Regions from separate parts of the Gossypium hirsutum genome. Here region 1 is linked to region 2. Evidence: chromatin contacts called from public Hi-C data. All regions are on one chromosome and are shown on one strand. Each heading gives the region's core, a stretch centred on a gene start, on an enhancer-like site or on the middle of the called end of the contact. The rest is flanking DNA. Distances are from core to core; before and after follow the strand shown. Region 1 holds the start of LOC107911571 (serine/threonine-protein kinase BLUS1). Region 2 holds the start of LOC107911642 (transcription factor MYC2).

Region 1 (2,734 bases), core at 214-2,713, 420 kb after region 2:
TATGTTGATGGCGTGGTTTAAATCTTATCATTTGCAATTTTTATTGATTTTATTTACAAAGTAAAAAAGACTAAAATATCTTCATAATAATATATCTTATTCTAAATATGGAGGTAGCTTGTAATTTTTTCAATCAAATTGGTGTCTAATTGACTTGTAACACCAACTTAATTAAAAATTTAAATAATAGTATGATGAGTGAATCATTCATTAAGTTTAAGTACTGTATTTAAGACAATAACAACATCCACTACGATGTAATTTATTCATTATTGAATATCATTAATTTAAATATATTTTTAATAAAATTAATACATACTATTTGATACATAAATTTAGCTTTAATATTAAATTTGGTACTTAAATTTTTATACATTATTATAAAAATTAAAATAAAATTACTTTATATTATTTAATTGCAGCCGAATTGACCCAATGAACTAATCCGAATCTAAAAAGCTAGTGGTAGAATAATTTAGTGGGACGGCTCTAGAGTTCTTGCCATTTTAAGTATGTCTAGAGCAAATAGTAATTTTATATTTTTTTTCATTCTTCTAATCATTTCTTATTTTTTAAAATTCTATCTAATTTTTTGTTTAATTAATCATAAGGTGATATTGTTTAAAATTGTTTGTTATACTGAAGTTTAAAGTGACAGTAACATAGAGATAAAATGAAAAATGACACAACATGTGGGGTGGCATGTATGTATTTATGCATTAATAGACTCTCATTGATGTCAAGGTTCTCGGGTAATGACGGTTGAGACTAAATGTGATGCATTTGAGAGTTTTGATAAACAATGTTGGGATGCTTTTGATTTATTAACAAAGTTGAACTTAATTAAGCATGTCGTCGACAATATCAACATCATTGTTTATTATGATTTTAATCTTATAAATTTAATTTTTTTTATATCCCAAATTTTCTGATAACTTAATATAGTTTTATGAGTTTATTAAAAAAATCATGTTATAATACTTAGTAAATTTGAGCCTAAATTTTACCGCTAAATAACTGGAGCGAGCTTTTCTTATAATAAAACAATTTTAATTAAATAATTATAATGCAATTTTATAAAAAAATTACTTATTCTAATTTTTAAAATAAGTAATAATAATTGGTAACATATTAGCTAGAATTTTTTAAAAGATTTTATACATAACATTATTTTTATAATTTTTAAAATTTTAAATATTTATCCAATGATAAAAATTAATACTATATGATATATAATATTTTTATGGTATTAAAATATAATATTTAAATAACATATATATAAAGTATTTTATAATATTTTTAGAAAATATTATTTTATAATATTATTATATTTAATAGAATAAAAACTAGTTTTATTTAAGAATACAAACAATTAATCCAATCTGATGCTAGTAAACCCCACTGTATCGCTAATTGGAGTAACCATCTAATCCACGTGTCAAAAACTCATTCATCTAAGCATCAAACAGCGACGTCAGCATCCACCGGATTTCCTCTCTTTCCTTCACACCAGACGCCTTCTCTCTATATCGCAGCTAATGGCGTCAACGGATCAAATAAACACTTGACCAAACAATCAATCAATAATTAGAGAAGAAAAGACAAGAGCGGCCGTTTTACTTCAATTCTTCTGCCGGCGACTTTGAGTGACGATTTCTAGGCGGCTATTGGTTTTATCTTCCAAGTGCGGTTTAAGGCTTCAGTGCATGCGGAGAATGGGAGGGAGTCGAGGTCTTTCGGCGAATCCTAGCGACTACAAGCTTCTAGAAGAGATTGGTTATGGCGCCAGTGCTACTGTTTATAGAGCGATCTATCTTCCTTTTAACGACGTTGTAGCTATCAAGTGTTTGGATCTCGATCGTTGCAACAGTAATCTGGTTCGGCTTTTTCCTCCTTAATTGATTTTCAGTTTTCGATTTTTTTTTCTTTATCTTTTACTGTTTCTAGTCAAATAAATGACTGTAACTTAATTTGATTTTAGTTAGTTATGATTATAGATGTTGTCTTACTAAAATTGGAAATGATTGTCGGTTTCTCTGATTGAATTTCGTTTCTTTGAATTCGGAGTATATTAGGTCTTGAATTATGATTAAATTGAAGTTCTTTCTCTTGCTATTTGTTCCTTTTCGAAAATTTCTAAATTGAAAGTTGTTCCTTCCATTGCTTATGAGGAAGCTAGAAAAACCAACTTAATTTGTTATTCGAATCATACAATTTAAATATGACCTTCCTTTTGTAGCATCCGTTCTATTTATTTAGCTGAGGCATTTCAATGCTGAATTGACATTTGCTACTGCGCGTAATAGTGTGTCCACATTCCATCATCACTTAAATCTAGGTATCTTCCATCGGGGAACACTTCACAACGCTGCCACCACTGAATATTTGGGATTTTTCTTTTTCGTTTTTTTATGAAAGTTTCTGTGAGTTTGTAATATGCACATAGAGGAATTGAATTATTGTGGAGTTGATATGTCAAGGCGATGATTATGTTCTCACAGAATTTTTGCTACACAATTTGAGAAAAAACTGAGAGATTAGAGTTTAAATTTGTCACTTGTTTGTGGTGGGATTAAAATCCTGTTCTGCTAAACTGTTTTCTAAACAAAGGAGACAGTTCTACTCTCTTTACGTTTCTTCTCCTTTCCTTAGTTTCCTCTTAATCCAAACAAAGCCTTAGTTCTGATTCATGCATATTCAACTTCTGGAATGTTTGTTGTTTTGTATATAGGTC
Region 2 (2,700 bases), core at 199-2,698:
AAGCTCTAGGTCTCTAAGGGCATCCATCAGTCTCGCAGCTGGGTAATTGACATCTGGACACTGAACTCGGATCATGGCTTCTGACCCTATAATCTTGACATCAACTTCCATTGTATTTGGTCCATAATCATAGGTCGGCCTTGTACTGTCAAATGTGGATGCATTTCTTTGGTTATTCGAAACATTGATGGCATTCAACTTGGCTTTTTGGGATTGAACTTTGAGTTTAACATCCAGTTTATCAATCTGAGATCTGAGCTCCTTGATGTAGGCTACCGCATCTGAAAGCAAAGATGCTTTGTCCATCTTGGACACGGTAGGAACCACAGATCGAAGTGCATAGAATCGATGATTAAGTTTCTCACGCCGTAGCCTCTCTGCTTCCACGTGGTTTGAAGGGGTTGTTTTTCCAGTCCCCGACTTTCTTCCTCTCTTCTTCGACCCAACGCTGAACTCCATCTCAGAATCAGCACCGGAGTCCGATGACAAGGGGCGTAATAAAACGCAATTGTCCTTCTTGGCCTCAATTTGTTGCTTTCGGTCATCAAGAATCCACTCCTTTTGATCACTTGCAACCTTGCCGAAATCAAGAAAAGGGACAGTTTGGGTTGACATTTGGAGCTGAGATTCAAGGCCAGGATGCTTGGAACCAAGACAGTTAATCTCAGAACCGAAGATTGATTTTGCAAGTTGCACTAAGCTCCAATTCTCTTGGATCATTTCTGAAGATCCCAATTCAACTACCCCGAAGGAAGTCGAAAGGAAGACTAAGGTCTGGATTCCTCGCATTCGAGCTTCTGTGACTCGCTCGCATTCATACAGTTGGAGCTCCTGATCTCCACACAACCAAATATAGGAGCCTGAGCCGAAAGCCTTCCCAAGAATGTCATCTCCTATAGCAAAAGATCGGTTTACTGATACGGTGTAATACCACTCGTAGTCAGTGACATCGCCATCCACCATCCTCTCAATGTCTATCTCTTCACAGAAAACGGATTGAATCTCTTCCCCCGATCTTCTTCTCCCAAATCTGGGTTGGCTTAGCTTATTTCCGGATTTGCCTGCAAAACCCTTGGTCCCTTGGAAATATCCATCACCCCAAGAAAACACGAGGCGGCCATGAGCATCCCTGGAAGCTTGCCAGAAGATGGAGTATACCCACCATTCAGGCCTGCTTTGGACGATGAACTGGAGGCGCTGTTGCAGCGTCGGCGGAGGGGCGTCTAGGCCGAAGCTAATCATCGAAGATGAAGAAGATGATGACATAATACTGCTGCTCCCTGATCCAACCCAATTTCTTTCTGATAAGGTTTTCCAAACTACTAAGAGCTAAGTAACCCAAAGAGGGATTCGGCGGCAGCAAGCTAAAATATACGAGGAGAAATTAAAGGGATCAGCAGCAAAGACAAAAGGGCAATGTTGTAGGGGCGTTCGGGGAAAACAAGAATTTCCTGGGCATTAAAAGGCCATCCGTGTGGGAACTGTTTTTTGGGCATGCTTAGCACCTTTATCACGTGAAAAATCCTACTATAGGCTGAGCTCCAAAGTTGAAGATGTGATGTGATATTGATGCGCATCGTCTCTATTCGTTGCGAGGTTCAGGCTTCCTCTGGGGTCGCACCTTTCGCTAGTCATTTCCAAATTCGATTCACTACTTCTGGACATTTCAATCTTCAACTCGTCTTCTAGTACTTGTGTTATAATCACTTTTTATTTTTAAGACTTTTCAAATTTTAAAACTAATATAATTAAATTAATTTTATTAAATTTAAGTTTATTATAATATATATTTTAATTGCAGTACTATCAAGTAAGTATATTTTATTTCAAAATATCACATCAATTAAAAAAAATTAATAGTATTAACAAAGTAGACTTAACTTTTAAAAGTTAAAAAGTAGAGAGACTAAATTTTAAAAATAAAAATACGGAGATTAAATTCAAAATTTGTGAAAAGCGTAAGAACTTATAGCATATTTTGGATAAAAGTATAAAGGAGCTCCCTATAGTAGGAGTCAAATTGTATTTTACCATCTATATAGAAAAAATGGAGATATTAGTTTCTTTACAGTAAATGAAAGAGCAAACTAATCTTTTTATTCTACTATTAAAAACTGGTCATTAGACGTTAACATGAAGTACGCATCAAATAAATAAAATTTTTAATAGATTTAATACAAAAGAATTAATTTTACTCATTTTTTAATAAAGAAGCATAATGGAATTTAATTTTTAACACAAAAATTTCATAATATGTTTTATTATATTTTTAAGTTAAAATTATATTTTTAATTATATATGTAAATAAGTGATTTAACAACTCAATGTCCCAACTTTTATAAGAGTTATGTGGCCAAGAAAACAATCTGAAAATCACAGGCTTTTAACTTATATTATCCACTCATTTTTTAATTATTTGACCCTAAATCTTAACTACTAACTGACTATCTGGCCTTTATAAAGAAATGTCAATTTGGCAATAAGAAAGTTCAAAATCAGTATCAAGGTGTAAATGTTTAGAGTCATTAGTTTTACGATTTTCGTTTTCCTTTTTGTTTTTAATGAAAAAGAAAATATGAATAAAACGTGTTTAGTTGAAAGTTTTAAAAATATTTTTAGAAAATTAAAAAAATATGGAAATTAAAAAAAATAAAATTTTAATTGTTTTCATTAAAAATTATTTATAAAATTAAAAGAAAT

Evidence for each region. A called contact is a pair of places that touch in the nucleus more often than the background predicts.
Region 1: a contact with region 2 is called in a Hi-C map of leaf, with 2.3 times the contacts expected there. The contact joins the promoter of LOC107911571 here to the promoter of LOC107911642 in region 2. A contact is called at or near these places in 5 of 34 Hi-C or Micro-C datasets (leaf and petal).

Annotation. Positions count from the first base shown.
Region 1 is chrD08:40,958,174-40,960,907 of Gossypium_hirsutum_v2.1, forward strand. LOC107911571 (serine/threonine-protein kinase BLUS1) reads left to right here and starts at 1,464. Exons shown (of 21, transcript XM_016839420.2): 1 at 1,464-1,877. The coding sequence starts at 1,707.
Region 2 is chrD08:40,540,696-40,543,395 of Gossypium_hirsutum_v2.1, forward strand. It overlaps LOC107911642 (transcription factor MYC2), which reads right to left and starts at 1,449. Exons shown (of 1, transcript XM_016839512.2): 1 at 1-1,449. The coding sequence starts at 1,266.